Regions from separate parts of the Sus scrofa genome. Here region 2 is linked to region 1. A link is a contact called in public Hi-C data. All regions are on one chromosome and are shown on one strand. Each heading gives the region's core, a stretch centred on a gene start, on an enhancer-like site or on the middle of the called end of the contact. The rest is flanking DNA. Distances are from core to core; before and after follow the strand shown. Region 1 overlaps RXRA (retinoic acid receptor RXR-alpha). Region 2 overlaps RXRA (retinoic acid receptor RXR-alpha).

What was found. Hi-C and Micro-C count contacts between places; a contact is called where the count stands out from the background.
Region 2: a contact with region 1 is called in a Hi-C map of liver, with 2.0 times the contacts expected there. The contact joins two enhancer-like sites. A contact is called at or near these places in 1 of 5 promoter capture datasets (liver), 3 of 47 Hi-C or Micro-C datasets (epiblast stem cells and liver) and 1 of 2 datasets of contacts at active chromatin or transcription factors (skeletal muscle).

What each region holds. Positions count from the first base shown.
Region 1 is chr1:273,730,752-273,734,577 of Sscrofa11.1, forward strand. The region is part of intron 1 of RXRA (retinoic acid receptor RXR-alpha); the gene reads left to right. Among named protein-coding and RNA genes, the nearest start is that of RXRA, 34 kb to the left of the region's middle. Within about 2 kb of position 2,045, at least 7 of the 83 cell types and tissues checked have an H3K27ac peak or open chromatin away from gene starts, as enhancers often do. A contact at or near this core is called in liver, where this site is marked.
Region 2 is chr1:273,791,184-273,795,009 of Sscrofa11.1, forward strand. RXRA (retinoic acid receptor RXR-alpha) reads left to right here. Exons shown (of 10, transcript XM_021071603.1): 9 at 1,169-1,274; 10 at 2,856-3,826. The coding sequence ends at 3,003. Among named protein-coding and RNA genes, the nearest start is that of RXRA, 94 kb to the left of the region's middle. Within about 2 kb of position 2,193, at least 38 of the 83 cell types and tissues checked have an H3K27ac peak or open chromatin away from gene starts, as enhancers often do. A contact at or near this core is called in liver, where this site is marked.

The DNA.
Region 1 (3,826 bases), core at 795-3,294:
GCCACAGCAACGTCAGCTCCAAGCCGTGTCTGCGACCTACACCACAGCTCATGACAATGCCAGATCCTTAACCCACTGAGAGAGGCCAGGGATCGAACCCACAATCTCATGGTTCCTAGTCGGATTCGTTCACCACCGAGCCACGACGGGAACGCCCTCCCACGAGATTTAAATCTCCAGGAGTACCAAAGTCTCAGCTCTGGGTCAGCCCTCGCCCCCATCTCGGGCTCTCCGTGCCCCGCAGGCAATGGTTCATCTGAATCCCCAGTTGCTGGCTCCCGTGCCGTGGACCTGTGCCCTCTGACTCCCCTGCCAGCATCCATGGGCCTGCCAGGGCTGGCCCTGGGTGTGGGACAGAGGGACTCGGAGGCCACTGGGAGTCTCCATGGGACGTGGGGAGCCTGCCCTATTGTTAGAGGGACCCCCAGAGACTGGGTCCCAGGCTCTCGGGACGCTGTGCGTGCAGGCTCTCTGTTCTAGATGTGCTCTGGATCCGTGATGCCAGGAAGGCGTGCGTTCTCTGTCCTCTGCCCAGGTTGGCCTTTGGGGCTCAGGGTGGGCGGGGGCTGGCCACCCCACTTCTGCAGGCGGGAGCCAGCTCTCTGTCTCCGAGCCCCCTCTGTGCCTGGCTCCCTGGCTCTTTCTCCTCTGGGCTCCATGTTCACCTGGGGGAGGGCGGGCGCAGGCCCAGGCTCTGTGCTGTGGGTGCCTGCAGGCTGGGCAGCTGAGCTCCCCAACTGGCTCGGCTGATAGGGGGCAGGGAGGCCTATTAACCGAATGGCTGACGGTGAAAACCAGCTGGACCCTCGTGGGTCAGGAGACATGGGGCCCACGCCTCCCACTCCCCAGTCTGTTTCCTGATCTGCCCTTGGGGGCTGGGAAGCTGAACGGTCCCCCAGCTCCACCAGCCGCGGGAATCACTGCTTGTCGCTTTGGGTCCCTCTTCTCTGGCTTGGGCTTTGCCTCTCGGTGAATTACGGGAGAAGCACAGGCCCACGGTTAGGGGGCTGCAGAGCCCAGGAGGACGGGTGGGACGGTGGCCGTCCTCAGAGAGGTTTCGCAGCATCATCTGTGGTCGGGGCCCGGGGCCCAGAGGTCGGGTCCTGGCGCCCCCTGCCCCCCACCCCCAGGACTCCACCTTCAGGACTCAGTGGCCCGAAGGGTGGCAGGTCCTTGCAACACTGCAGAGGCAGGTAGGGACCTGGCCGGTTGTGCAACCTGCAGCTCTTTGGGGAATGCTGCCCCGGGCCCCTGCTCTGCCCTGCCCTGGAGTCTGTGTTTTTTGGAAAGTGTCGTGGCAGCCTGATCCCAGGGGAGCAGAGGCTGTGAGGAGGCTGCGCCCAGGTGTCAGATAAGCCCTTGGCTGGGAGTGGGCACAGCCAGGTTTGGGGGGACGAGTCTGGGATGGCCCTGGACCTTGGTGCCCCCTGGGGAGAGGCAGGGTATGCCCGCGGGGAGCGGAGCCAGGCCCACCAGAGGAGCCAGGGCTCTGGGAAAGCGTGAGGCCTGCTGGTCTTTGTCCCTTCCCTGCTACCCCTGGCGGGCGGGGGCCTCCTGGGGAAGCTGCCCGACTGTCGTCCGACTTCCCAGCGCCCCCCACCGCGTGTGGCTGAGAGGGCTGCTCCCTGGGGGGTGCAGGGTGAGGCGTTAGTGGGCCGCCCTCGCTGGGGAGCAGCGGCGGGAGGGCGCGCTCCGTAACCGCCCTGAACCTTGGTTTCCACGTCCCTGGGTCAGGAAGGATAGACTGCCCCTTGCGGGTCCCTGTGAGCGCGTGGCCGTGGGTCTGGGGTCCCGGGGCCCAGCCCTGTGTTGGACGTGAGAAAAGAGCTCCGGCGGGCGGTGGGCTCGCAGACTCCAGAGTCCTCACGGCACGCTGGCCACACGGCCCTGCAGATGTGGGGGCGGGGGGGGGGGCTCGGCCAGCAGCTGCTTTGCACAGAAACGCACAGCTTCCCAGCCCCCCGCCCCCGACCCCGTGTGGCTGAGAGGGCTTTGCACAGAGGAGGCTGGGGCCCCACCCCCAAGTGAAGGCCCCGTTGTCCCTGTGCCCTGCTTGATGACACGGGGACAATCCGGTTCAGTGGCTCCGGGCTTCGGACGGGGGAGGGTGGCCTTTCTCATCACCGGCCTGCCGTGCGCGGCCACAGCAGTTGGGAAGGGTCCCCCCCCCTTGCCTGGGGCCTGCTCAGCCCCCACCCTATGAGGGGGGGTGTCTCCCTGGGGCCCCCTCACCCGCCTCCCTCCCAGCCCAGCATCCCTGCAGGTGGCCCCGGACCTGGGAGCTCAGGCCCTGCCCTGGGCACGCCCCTTGGCAGCCTGGGGTGGGGGGCCCAGCAGGGCTGGGGGCGGGGAAGGCACCGGGAGGGCGGAAACTAAACAAAGCAAAGCAAAGCGAGAACCCACCCCAACCCACCCAGCCCGCGCCCGCCGGCTTATCTGCGTCCGCAAGGCCTGACGCAACGGCGAGCAGCTCGGCGGGTTGAGAAACGCGATGAACTGATAGTCGCCTCGGCGCTGAGTCTGGGGCAGTTGGACGGGTTTGGGTCCCGCCCGGGGGGAGGGCCTTCCCCGCTGCGGGAGCGGCGCGTGCGCCCTTCCACCCGCTCCCCCGGGGGCAGGGGTCTCCTTCGGCCCCCGTCGTGCAGCCGGCGAGCAGGTTCCTCCTCGGCCCCTGGCGTGGGGTTGGGAGAGCTCGTGTGTCTGCTGGGGTCGTGTCCCGTGAGGGCAGAGGGCCGCGTGGCAGGCCCGGCAGCAGGTGGAGGGGAGCGTGGGAGCTTCTGGGGCCCCGGGGACCCCATGCCCACCAGGCGCCTGAGGCCTGAGCAGGTTCTAGGGAGGGATTTCTGTTAACCGGAACCTTCCAGAACACAGCTGTGCCAGAGGCAAGCAGGAAGGATCACCCTCGGGTCAGAGCCCATGTCGTTACAAAGGGGGCGTCGGAGCTCCCTGGCGGCACGGTGGGTTCAGGATCTGGCGTTGTCCCTGCTGTGGCTCAGGTTTGAACCCTGGCCTGGGAACCTCTGTGGGGCCGGGGTGTGGATGAAAAAGAAAAAGGGGTGTAAATCACGGCTTCTCCATCGGATTCTCAGGTGTGCCCCGCAACCTGTGGCCTGTCTCATCACAGGATGGGCTGCGGGGGCAGTTCCTGGCAGACCCACGGTCAGCAGCGAGAAGAGATGGCGGAGAAGGAGGCCTGGGCCCCCGTGGTGGTCCGTGGGGCCCAGGGATGCAGAGAGCCGGGCGGGAGGACCGTCGTGTGTGGCCTGGGATCCTTCTGGCGCTCCGGGGCGTGGGGGGAGTGAGATGCAACCCCCCGCCCCTCCATCTGTTTTCGTGGACAAACCCTGGTCCCCTGTCCACCTGAGCGTTGTGTCCTTCAGAGGGGGTCCCCGTGGGAGGCTCTGTGTCCCTTCTGGGCACAGCCCCCACCGAGGAAGGAGCCAAGTGTAACTCCTTTCCCGTGTCAGAGCCAAAGCCGCCAAGTGCTGCGCGGGCCAGGCCGGTACCCTCGCCAGGTGAGTGTCCTGGTCCAAGGAGCCGTGAGCTAGGCAGGAGGCCGGCCGGGTGGTCAGCGGCCACTTTCAGGCAGGAGGTAGGCGCGGGTAGCTGCAGTCCAGGGTAAAAGGACCTCTCTCCACCTGGGCTGGGCTGGAGCTTGCGGGCGGGCTTCCTGGAGGCGGTGGCAGGGGAATGGAGGGGAAACAGCAAATGCAAAGGCAGTGTGAGGGGAGTTTGGGGTTCGTGTGGGGAGAGCAAGACCTGAGGCCGGGCTGGTCCAGAGGGCCTGCAGTGGGTCTGGACTTGCAGTGGGTCTGAGGGAGCCCTG
Region 2 (3,826 bases), core at 943-3,442, 61 kb after region 1:
CGACTCCCTGTTCTCCGTCAGCTCCAGCGCTGAGAGGCGGGGCCCGGGTGGCCATGGGGTCCCCTCGGGGGAGAGCCCGTTTCCCCAGGTTTGTGCTCCAGCCGTGACCCTGCCCTGCAGGGCGCTGCCCTGCAGAATCTGCATTGAAGCTTTGTGTGGCTTGGCTGCTGGTTCACCCGATGGGGCCTGGGTGTGGGTGTTCGCCCAAGACAGGAGTTAGCACAGCCCCAGGGCCGGGGGAGCCCAGCTGCCGAGGAGCCTGGCAGGTTCCCAAAGCTCTTAGGACCCCCGGCCACCATGGCATTCGCTCTGGGCCATGGGCCTGTGCCGGACGTCAGGCAGCCTGGGCTGGGCTGTGTGGGACCCCTCGCCCTGGGCCTCGGAGGACCTGACAGTGGGCCTGTCCCATGGCTGAGCCTCCAGGCGCTACAGCGGCTTCAGACCAGCAATGGGTTGGTGGGGCTGCCCTGGCCTCTGGTCCCTTTGCCACCAGGAGGGACCACCTCCCCCAGCTGAGGCCAGATTTGGGGCTGTGTGAGCCCGAATCCTGATGCCCAGTGGTGGGTGCTGTCGGGGACAGTGAGGAGAGAAGCTGGCCCAGCGTCAGTTTGGGGGTGACTGCGGGAGAGGACGGAGCCCTGCCCGGCCTGGGGGCTCCCCCTGCTTCAGATGCCTGGGACTCGCCAGGACAACCCGGTCGGCCCTTGCTCCTGTGGCCTCATCCCTGGGCCTGGAGGTTTGGGCGGCTCTGGTGCTGGCATCTGTGTCCACAGGCAGAGCCCCTTCCACACTGGGCTCCGGCCCCAGGGTCCCCGGGCTCAGGATGGCCTCATGGCCGCTCTGCCCCCACCCCTGACCCGGGAGGGGCCTGGCTGCTTCAGGAAGAGACTGTGAACCCTTCTTTCGGGTCTGAGGGCCTCAGACCCAGGGCTGCAGAAGCTTGAGAGTTGACCCGATTGCTGTGATGGCCAGGAGCTGGCAGGGCAGGTCAGCCCCCTTTTCAGAGGGGGGAGCTGAAGGACAGGAGCTCAGGGACTGGGCCAAGGTCAGGTGGCCAGCGAGCGGCAGGGTGGGCCTCCCGTGCAGGGCAGCCTCGTCCCAGTGGGTCTGTGGGTTCCTGGGGCAGCTTCCCAGGGGGCTCTGACCTGCGGTCCCTGCTCCCTCGCAGACTCCAAGGGACTCTCGAACCCGGCCGAGGTGGAGGCCCTTCGCGAGAAGGTCTACGCGTCCCTGGAGGCGTACTGCAAACACAAGTACCCCGAGCAGCCCGGAAGGTGAGCCCCGGACCGACCTCAGGGTCTCCCTCCAGGCCCCTGCCCAGGCAGGGCCACCCCCAGCCCTCAGACATGCGGGTGGGTTAGAAGGCGTTGCCCCTCGTCTGTCCAGGGCCTTGCTCCTGGCCCCACGCACACACTCTCACACTTCCCTGCAGCCCCACCGAAAGGATGGGCCCTGTGCCGGCACATAGTAGGTAACGTGTCCCTGCCCAAAGAGGCGGGGCCCTGGTTGCTCGTCTCTAGCAGGGACAGTGCCAGCACACAGTAGGTGCTTTGTAGACAGGTGCAGAGTAGATGGCCGAGGCGTGGCCTGGGTGCAGAGCTTGACTCCCTCTGCCAACTGCAGGCCCTGGAAGGGCTGGAATTGTCTCTTTTCTGGGTCCACAGTGCCAGGCGCACAGCGGGTGTCTGGGTGAGGGGGAGGTCGGTGGCTTCGCGGCCTTTCAGGTCTCCTGTCCTGATCGGACCCGCTTCCTCCCAAAGGGGGTCTCCTGGGAGCGGGTGGGGGTCCCCCCCAGCCCCAGGCCTCCCTCTCCCCCTTCCCACCCCACCGACCGGCGCGCACAGGGTTACCCGCCCTGCTCGGCCTCATCTGGTTTGGTTTAAAGTGAGACTTCCCGGAGGAGGAGGGGGAGGGGAGGGGGAGGGGCAGCAGGCCCGTCTGTTTTTCCTGGCCTCCGGCCCCAGCCCATCTCGCCAGCTCAGCAGAAAACGGCTCGTTCCCTGGCCCTGCTCCAGCCTCTAAGCCGCGCTTTTGCCTTTAAAACACGGGTTGTGTTGCAGCCAAGCACGGGGCTGTCCCCCTGAAATACAGACATTGTTAATAATTAATGAGGCCCCGGGGGTCCCCGGAGGGTCGTGCGGAGAGAGCTGGCAGCACGCGGGCTGGGGACGAGGAGGGGCAGACGTGGGTGTTCCTGGAGGGACCTCTGGCCCCGTCCCCACACGGCCCTGTCCTTGGCGGCAGAGCCACTGAGCCTGGCTTTCCTCCTCCAAGAGCCCCCCAGAGGCTCCCCCATCAGTGTCCTCCCCCGAAACTGCCCCGGGGGAGGGCCCGGCCTGCAGAGGCTTCCCTCCCACCTGCCCTCCTGGCAGCCAGCAGAGCCCCCCGAAGGTGAGGGCTGGTGGGGGCGCCCTGGAGCTGGTCCTTTCTGAGAAGGGCCTGTCGCTCAGGCTCCAGGGCTGCTTCCCCCGCAGGCCTCCCTCGGCCAGCGGCAGGGCTGCGACTCAGAGCAGCCCTTGTGGTTCTCCCTCCTGCTTAAAACCCTGCCGCGGCTCCCTGCGGCCCTGGGAGGAAGCCCACGTGTTTTGACGTTGCCCAAAGCCCTGTCCAGCCCGGCCCCGTCCAGCCGCCGTCTCCCCCTGGCCCTTCCTCCGGGATCTCCGCCCCGAAGGGCTTCTTTCCAGGTCTGCACCCCCCTCTGCGCTCCCGGCCGCCGGGCCGCCTGCCGCCTTCTCTGCCCAGAGCCGTCCTGCCTCCGAGGCTCCGCTCAGGCGGCCCCCAGCCCAGCGGCGGCAGCGCCCGGGGCTGGGCGGGGGGCCGTGGCCCGGGCCCCTCACGCGGCTCGGCTCCCGCAGGTTCGCCAAGCTGCTGCTGCGCCTGCCGGCTCTGCGCTCCATCGGCCTCAAGTGCCTGGAACACCTCTTCTTCTTCAAGCTCATCGGGGACACGCCCATCGACACCTTCCTCATGGAGATGCTGGAGGCCCCCCACCAAATGACCTAGGCCCGCGGGCCGCCCTCCGCCTGGCCGCCGGCCGCTCTTCTCAGCCAGCTCGTCTGCCCCCGCTCGCCTGGCTGTTTGGACTCCGGGAGTGGCCCGTCCCTGCTAAGCCTGAGATGTGCTGCCACCCTGTTACCTTCCATTCTGCTCGTCTGGACCGGGCAGCGGCTTTCCTGGGGCGGCCGCTGGAGTGGCAGGAGCCGGCGGGAGCCCCGGCCAGGCCCGCCAGGCTCTCCCCGGGGGACGCCCGGGGGACTCACGGGTCTTGGGCCCCTGGCCCTGGAGCTGCCCCCCCGTCAGAGGGCAGCTTCGTTCGGTCACGGTTGTCGCTGGTTTGGGAAGTCTCCCGTGCGAGGTCCTCTGTGTGGGGTGCCCTGCCTTCGCGGCCCGCCAGCCCGGGCCCACCCACCAGCAGGAGGAGGGGACGGGTGGGGTGGGGGGGCGGGCGTTTCATGGAGGAAGGCCCCTCCTGGCCCCCAGGGAGAGGAGAGGGGCTCGGGGGCGGGTGGCCTCGCCTTCCCTCAGAGCCAAGGGTGAGGAGCCACCCCCTTTTCCAAAGATGACTTTCCGCTTCACCCCCGAGCCAATCAGAACAGGAGCCGACCTCTGCGCAGGGCTGGGGCCACCTCAAGGCTGCAGAGACGGGGGTCGCCCACCCCCACCTCCGCTTTCCCTTTGCGTTGTCGTGGTTTCAGCTTCTTGCCCAACGTGGGCCCGCACACCCCAGGGTGCCCCCGATCTTCCACGGCCGGCCCCTGGGCCTGGAGGGCTGGCCTGCTGTCTGCCCTTCCTGGAACCCCTGGGGGGGGCTAGGCCGACTCGGGCT